3 separate regions of the Sus scrofa genome follow, and all the other regions are linked to region 2. The links are chromatin contacts, called in public HiChIP or PLAC-seq maps. All regions are on one chromosome and are shown on one strand. Each heading gives the region's core, a stretch centred on a gene start, on an enhancer-like site or on the middle of the called end of the contact. The rest is flanking DNA. Distances are from core to core; before and after follow the strand shown.

Region 1 (2,700 bases), core at 128-2,627, 220 kb after region 2:
TTTATGTATTAAAAAACCTTACTGGAGTTCCCATTGTGGCATAATGAGATTCACAGTGTCTCTAGGCACCAGGATGCAGCTTCGATCCCTGGCCCAGCCCAATGGGTTAAGGATCTGGTGTTGCTGAAGCTGCAGATGAGGCTGCAATGCGGCTCAGATCCAATCTCTGGCCTAGGAACTCCGCATGCCTTGGGAAGGCCAAAAAAGAAAAAAATAATAATAAAATAAAACCTTACTTAGTATATTTTTAAACTCCATTTAGACAAAAATTTAGGAGTTCCTGTCATGGTTCAGCAGAAATGAATCTGACTAGCATCCATGAGTTTCAATCCCTGGCCTCGCTCGGTGGGTTAAGATCCGGTGTTACCATGAGGTGCTGGTTGCAGACATAGCTTGGATCTGGTGTGGCTGTGGTGTAGGCTAACAGCTACAGCTCCAATTCAGCCCCCAGCCTGGGAACCTCCATATGCCACGGGTGCAGCCATAAAAATACAAAAGACAAAAGATGAAAATTTAAATAAAATCATGGTCTATCCAATATGAAGTAATTGTGCTATTTTACAGATTTGTGATGTTGATATTAAGAATATATTGCTCTTTATGATGTGACTTTTTTTCATGACACATGGAATACAGCTAGACATTGCTGATATTTTATGCTCAATTCTTACCTAGCCAATTGTTTAAAAGCAGATATTATCAAGGAATTTGGATAACTGAAATAACAGCAAATGTATTTCTAAACTCCCACAATCTGAAATTTGCCTTTCAGTGCATAAAATGACACTTCATCACCATCTACTGATACGTCCATATGAGCTAGTTATTTTCCAAAAGGGAGATAAACCCCTGAAAACCAATAAATAGGACTGCTTCAAATCAGCTTTCAAAACATCAGGTTTTAGTAAAACTAAAATGAAAATTTTTTCACACTAATGAGTATTGTACTTCATTTTGCTGTTCATCGAAGCACTTTAAATTGACTTTTAGTTCAGATAGGATTTAGCTTTTTTAGCTGAAAGACAGCTCTATAATCTTTAAACCATGTTTATGCCTTAGAACTCTATGATACTCAATACATGTATTAAAATATTTATATATCAATATCTATTTAATTATGGCATACATATACAATTTAGTATGTATAATTTGTGTATGTATTTGACCAGCTATAGTTCCTAGTTTTCCCTTTTGATGCCAAAGTCAAATTCCAGTCAATCTTACAGCACAACTTTAATAGGTAGCAATATTACCATACTTGGCGAATTACCATTTAAATGTATGTTCAGCATATTTTGTGTTGCTAAGAGAAGCTGACAGATAGTATTCCTGTATCTGCTCCCTCTTCCTCTTATTGAAGAAATTGCTGAACTGCCGTGGGAAGAGTAGGAGGATCCTGAAGAAAGGCCAAGTTCTATATCTCGCCAACACAGGAGAACATGCACTTCCCCTAATACTTTGAGATTTTAATTGTGCAGAGAGGCATCTCATTAAATAACAACTATCTCTTTAAAGTGAGATTGTTCTATCTTTAGCATTTTGTTTGAAATGACCCCACAACAAAGTCCCTCCACTAGAGTAAACAAGATAAGGAGGATAAATATTTGAAGTAGGGTTTATCTCCCCATCGTGGAAAGGGAAAAACAATAGCTTACCCATATTCAGGAAGCTGACATGCCCTAAGAATCCAAGCATTGCCAGGGATCTAATGAGGCCATTTACCCTGAGCCCCAGTCTAGGCAGCAACACACTTAACTCAGCCTTGCTGAAAGTCAAGTAGGAAAGACAGCTGCTTTTACGTCTTTAACTTTCTGAAGAAAGAACAAAATAATCATCATATGGGCCCAGAACCTCACTTGGTTTAATTGGACTTTGCTCTAAAAATTTTTAAATATTCATGGGTGTTTGGCTCTGGTGCAGTGTTGTAGATAAAAGGTATGTATCACTGATGTCATTTCAATAATTTGTGTTTATAAAGTACCTCTGCCAGATCCTATCATAACGAATGTAGGCATTTTAGTCACTCAGTCAGCCATCTAAAGACAAGGATCCAGCCTATTTTAAAATGCTATTTTGCAACCTCGATAGGCAGTACATTCTATTATTTATCAACCTTCCAAAGAGGCTGTCTATGTGTCTGATCTATGTGACTTGCTCTATATTGCAAGCATCCCACTTGCTTGTTGCTCAATGAACATGTTCTAAGCTCTTCATAATCTTAACCTATTCTTTTTAAAGTTAATTATTTTGTACCTTAATATTTTCTCCAATTCAATATTAATTCCCCATATATATGCCTCCAATGTCCTCTTTCTTGGTCTTCTCTTTTCTGTTGGCCCTTCCTGAACTGTCCACAGCCACCTAAGTTATAAAGCCAAAAAGGAAAGCACCTTCTGTGCAGAGGTAAACTAACGCTAGAGATTAGGCACACTTCTGGATGTCACCAGGGAGTTCTGAGGACCTTCTCTCCAGTGAACAAGCACGACTGGTAAAATCTATCTTAAAAAAAAATAACAAACAAAAAACCTCTGTAAATTGTCTCAATTGCGTACAGCAAAGTAAGACACATTTATTCAAGAAAATCTACTAGCAACTCAAGAATCTGTGGCACTAGAGCCATGACTCATTCCCTTGCTCCCTTTGCCCCAGATCAGCATGACAGAAGTGCCACTCTGGGTGGGGGTGGGGGGGTGGCCAAGA
Region 2 (2,700 bases), core at 39-2,538:
GCAAAAATAGATGTGGTCTCTGATGTGCAGTTTTTTTTAATCCCCCTTAAATTCAGGTAAATAAGCCTGGATAATCTGGATTCTGATCCACTGTGTCTTTTCTATAGTGTAGCTGATATTGGCATCAAAATATTATTTTATCTTATCAAAATAAACATGAAGTAGTTTCCAAAATATTTGTTCCATTTTCTAAACTGCTGATTTTGGTTGTCTGAATTATAAGACATGATTTTTGAATTATTGAATGACATTGAGCTCCAGTAAGTATCAACTTACTCTCTTACTCGTCCAGGTTGTGAAATGTTAGTTGCTTATTTTCTCTGCCTTCACTTGGCATCCAACTCATACCCCCATGTTAGATCATACTGCCTACCAAGGAGGCAGTCAGTGCAAGTAAAATTCAATCACGATTTGTGACATACCCTTAAAATTTACGTTTTTCCTTCTTTTTAAAAGATTTTAAAGTTTCATCTAGGAAAGTATCACTGGCTTTAATCATGTGAGATGACATTTTTGGTCAGTAATTCAATATTTCATTCACTCATTAAATATCTATGAAATGACAGAACATAAGTCCCTTGTGCCAAGTCCCTTAGTTGATTAGTGGTAGAGCCAGGGTTTGAACCTGCGTTCACCTGCCTCTCAAGCCAAGCTCTCCACCAGGACTCTGTAGCCACCTTCACATGCCAGGCGCTGTGTTTGGCCCTGGGGCTGCAGCCAGGAACAGGAGCAACAAGATCAGTGTGGTCTCTGACCCAGACACTCACATCCCGCTGCGGAAGGCAGACGTGGAACTGGTGTTTGAGGAATGATGGTGCCGGGAAGGGACAGAGCAGAGATGCAGGGAGATGGCCCCAGGGAGATTGCAGAAGGGGTTATCCACAGTTCACCTGAAGGAGTTGGAATCAATCCTAATAAGGACGGGGAAGTCACTAAAGGACTTAAGCGGTCGAGTGACTCGATCACTTATACCTACGGATGCCCACCAGGACAGCCGAGCTGCCCCGTGAAGGGGAAAGTGCTGACGAGTGGCTGGGTGGAGAGCGGAAGTGGGTTAGGAGGCTGTTGCGCGTCCCAGGCCAGAATGGATGAAGTAGATGGAGCAGGGCTGGGGCCACTGGAAGGGAGCAGCTGGACCACAGAGGTGCCAGGGAGGTAGAAGCTGCCAGACGTTTGACCAAGTGGAAGGAGGGGCTGGCGAAGGAATTGAGGAAAGTGGGACCTGGACCACGGGGAAGGGTTGCAGTCACGAGTGCCCACTGCGCCCTCTTGCTGTGCAAAGGGGTAATACAGTTTATATTTCTAGTGTCACAATGACAGAACTGCCCCAGCATTGGCTGCCTTTCCGTGTTCCCCTGACTACCTGCGGCCTCTGTTCTCTCTGCTTTGTTGTTGGAGAACTAGAGAGCAACTTGGATGGCATCAGGGACCTCTTGTATGATGGGGTGAGACTAAGTGTGACTTGAACAGAGGGAGCGCCCCTTATCACACGTGGCGTGCGGACACTCTGAACTTATCCTCTGTGCCTTCTGGATTCTAACTGGGATCATTATTCTGTAACTAACTGGGGTCATCTGAAAACAGCACTAGCCCTTGGTTGTTTCCCGCAAATCCGGCAGGTGCCATAGCCCCTCATGTGCTCCCCTCTGTGGTGTGTGGGGAGCTTTGCACCCCTTGCGGCCGAGGTGTGGGTGCAGCCTGGCTGCTCTGGGTGCTCCCTGCAGCTGACGGCCCGCACCTTCCCCCTCCCGTCCCATCCCCAGCTCCCTTCTCTAGGGTGTCAGAATTGCAGGGACATAATTGCAGTTGAGGGGCAATAGCACCCCCACCTGACTCTAACTAAGGACTCTCAATCTCCCCCTAGAAACCTCAAGGATTCTGGGAAAAGAAAAGACCCCTTCCACCCCCACCCCCACTGCAGCCTCCAAAGCGTGGGTGGGACTCAACAGTCCTAGGTACTCCCAGGCCCTGAGACTTGTCTTGGCTTTTTTGTTTCACTGCCACTAGATGGCAGGACAGCATCATTTTATATCCATCTCACTGAGCTCAATAAACCAGACTTCCTTAATTCACCATTCTTAAAAAACAAAAATTTATTAAAATGTCTTCTACTTATCTGATTATTGAAGAACCCTTGGAAAACACAGAAAACCACAAAGGAAAAACATATTTAGCATGTAAATTTAAAATTAATCAAGTGTTTAGACTATAAAAAATGACTTAGAAGAAATAAGTACAGTCTGCCCCCTGTATCCGTGGGCTCCGTATCTGTGGATTCAACCAATGGCAGATCGAAAATGTTAGGAGAAAAAAATACCAGACAGTTCCAAAAAGCAAAACTTGGGTTTGCTGAGTGCTGGCAACTATTCGTATAGCATTTATATTGTTTGAGGCAGTAGAAGTAATCTAGAGAGAATTTAAAGTCTGAAGGAGGATGTGCATAGGTTCTATGCAAATACTACTCCATTTAAATATGGGACTTGAGCATCCGTGGATTTTGGTATCCTCAGGAGTCCTGGAACTGATCCCCCTCAGTACAAAGGGACACTTGTGTGTGCCCAGTCTGTGTCCATCATGAGCCATAGTTTATGAGGCCTCATGTTGTATGAGAACTTGAAGAAGGATGCCTCTCATTGTAAAGGTAGCCCTGCAGCTAGCCCAGGTTACCTGCCACCCAAGGTAACGATGTGGTCCCTGCCC
Region 3 (2,700 bases), core at 112-2,611, 150 kb after region 2:
AACACTGTAGAAAGAACAAATTTGGAAGGGAAGTTCATGAGTTTATTTGAAACATTTTCCGTATGACTTCCATTGCTTTTAAGGATAAAGATCTCAATCTCTAATGTGATTTACCTCAACAAACAGGTTGATCCTGTGTTTATTTTTGTTTTGTCCCATGCTTCCCTTTGTTCTCTGAGCTTAGTCACTTACCTTCTTTAGTCTTTCTTGTCCCCTCTTGCATGTGTTGTTTTCTCTTCCTATAATCTCCTTTATTCCTTGTTTCCACTGTTTAACATCTTCTCATCATTCACATCTCACCTTGGTCATCACTTTTTCAAAGAAGTGTTGGGGTATATTCATCAGGAAGAAAAAATATATGTATTTTGATGTAATGTGATATTTGTGTACATATATTACATATGTAAAATATATTTTGACTCAACTCATGGATTCCTTTTTGATTCATTGTTATAAATCATCACAGTCATTTATTTTGATTTTCAAATTGTCCCCATTCGACTAAATGGATCCCCTTCATGCTATCACCTGTGTCCTTTTGACATGTCCTTATTATTCTCTAAGCACTTCTTGACTTGTTCCCCCCAAAAATATTTCCAGGTTCATCTTATACTTTCCCAGCCCCATCTTTGAATCAGCCATTTCTCTAAGGAGTTCTGATTCCTTATAGTATTGAATATTAAGAATGATTTTGAAGAAACAAGATCTGGGCACTAGATGTGCATACTGTTACTGGGGTGTGTCTTTTCTTCCAGTTCCTCCCAACTAATTTAAAAGTTGCTTAAACTAGTCCCTCCCACCCACCATGAGGCTTTGCTATTCATTTGAAGTACAGCTAGATTCATTTGTTTCTCTTTGTATTTTTAAGCCCCCTTTCCCTGTTTTGGTTGATTTTATTTTCGAGTATGTAAAATTATAACATGGTCTGAAAGTCAGAACTGTGCAGAAAGGATAGTTTCATCTACCCCTCTCTTCTGCTTATTCCTACCTTCTCATTCTTTCATCCTGTTCTTTTTCTTTAAAACAAATTTTTTTTAACATTAAAAAGTGACATACTATTGACATTTTTATGCACTTCAGTTTTTTCATGAGACATTTTTCCTGGCAGTCACTCCACACAAGTTTATAGAGAATTTCCTGGTAGTTTTTAACATCTTCATGGTACTTAGCCTGTGTATGTATGTGTGTACATGATTTATCCAGGCACTTTCCTATCCTGTGTATTGGCCCTTATATTGTTTCTAATATTTAGCAGTTAACACACAATGAATAATCTCATGGATACATTTTTGTAGTGCTGATAGTGTATTTTAAGGATGAATTCTTGGAAGTGAGGATTGCTGGGTCAAAGTTAAATGTACATAAGTTTAGTTAGATATTGCCACATTCCACACCAGGAGGGTTGCACCAGTTTGCATTCTCACTAGCAGTGTATGAGTGTGGTTCTTTTCCCATTGCTGTTCCAATAAAATGTTGACATACTTTTAAATTTTTGCTGATCTAGTATTCCTTTTATATGACAAATGGTATCTTGGTGTAGTTTTAAATTGCATTTTAGAGTGGAGTTGAACAAGCCTTTTCATATGTTTCTGCATATTTATTGTAAATGGGGTTTTGTCTACTACTGTATCCTCCAGCTAGATGTTATGTAGATATAGAAAGGCTGTTGGGTTTTGTGTGTCAGTTTTCAGTTCTACTGCGTCCTGACTTTTATTATTTGGGTTAGTTTTATAATTGATTTTCTGGAGTTTTCCTAACATACTATTACATTGTTTGCAAAGAAAATTTTCATTTCTTACGTCTGTATCTAAATACTCTTATCTAATTTTGTTGTCTAAAACCACTGTTCCACATCATTGTTAAATAGTATTGGAAACAGTTGGTGTCTCTGCCTTGTTCCTTATCTTATTGGAAAACTTCTAGTTTTTCTCCAGTAAGTAAGTGGCTAGTTTTTGGACTCAGTTGTATTTATTTACCCAATTAATGAGTTATCACAGTACAGAATTACTTTTAAGTTATATCCCAGTAAACCTGATGTTAAAATTAAGAATGTATCTCTACTGCTTCAAAGTTTGGAGGAGAATGGTGGCTACCTAATTTTGAATCTTCCCATTTTCCTTTTCCCCTTCCCTAGACATAAAAACAACAGGGAGAGTAAGTAAAACCACACTTGATCCTCTGTTCAGTGATACTAAGAGACAATATCATGGCCTTCAGATTACCCGTAAATTGAGAAATACACTTATCTCCATGAGAGATCCTGCTGCTGCTAGCTTGCAGGTGCTGAGAACAGGGATGGAGGAGGTGTAAAAGACTCCATGAAAAAAAGGGGTTCTGAGGAATTGGGCAAAACACAAACCCCCTTACCTGCAGAAAAAGAACTCAACTCCAGCTCTAGTATTGATGCCCTAGAACATAGTACTAGCTCTTGAAAGAGTGTGGGACTGGGAACAGAAGCCTCAGAGAAGCATTGCTTCCTGAAAAGACTCAGATAATAGAAGTGTGTGTGGTTTCCCTTGGAGATAGTCTCCTGAAGGGAAGAAGAAAATAAGAGGGAAAAGTTAAGAATGCTGCAGAAACAAAAGAAAATACACATCAGCTCCTCCTTCCAGTGGTGCTGTCTGAAAATGAAATTCAGAAAAAGGGAACTGTCAGAAGAGGGCACTCTCAAGCCAGGAGCTTTGTCCACAAAGTGATTAG

Evidence for each region. HiChIP or PLAC-seq counts read pairs in DNA pulled down with a chosen protein or histone mark.
Region 1: an H3K27ac HiChIP or PLAC-seq map of alveolar macrophages shows a contact between it and region 2. The contact joins two enhancer-like sites. A contact is called at or near these places in 2 of 47 Hi-C or Micro-C datasets (embryonic fibroblasts and liver) and 1 of 2 datasets of contacts at active chromatin or transcription factors (alveolar macrophages).
Region 3: an H3K27ac HiChIP or PLAC-seq map of alveolar macrophages shows a contact between it and region 2. The contact joins two enhancer-like sites. A contact is called at or near these places in 1 of 47 Hi-C or Micro-C datasets (liver) and 1 of 2 datasets of contacts at active chromatin or transcription factors (alveolar macrophages).

What each region holds. Positions count from the first base shown.
Region 1 is chr14:124,248,719-124,251,418 of Sscrofa11.1, forward strand. No RefSeq gene overlaps it. Among named protein-coding and RNA genes, the nearest start is that of NHLRC2, 87 kb to the left of the region's middle. Within about 2 kb of position 1,378, at least 3 of the 83 cell types and tissues checked have an H3K27ac peak or open chromatin away from gene starts, as enhancers often do. A contact at or near this core is called in alveolar macrophages, where this site is marked.
Region 2 is chr14:124,029,678-124,032,377 of Sscrofa11.1, forward strand. The region is part of intron 2 of CASP7 (caspase-7); the gene reads left to right. Among named protein-coding and RNA genes, the nearest start is that of CASP7, 13 kb to the left of the region's middle. Within about 2 kb of position 1,289, at least 19 of the 83 cell types and tissues checked have an H3K27ac peak or open chromatin away from gene starts, as enhancers often do. A contact at or near this core is called in alveolar macrophages, where this site is marked.
Region 3 is chr14:124,178,415-124,181,114 of Sscrofa11.1, forward strand. The region is part of intron 2 of NHLRC2 (NHL repeat containing 2); the gene reads left to right. Among named protein-coding and RNA genes, the nearest start is that of NHLRC2, 17 kb to the left of the region's middle. Within about 2 kb of position 1,362, at least 1 of the 83 cell types and tissues checked has an H3K27ac peak or open chromatin away from gene starts, as enhancers often do. A contact at or near this core is called in alveolar macrophages, where this site is marked.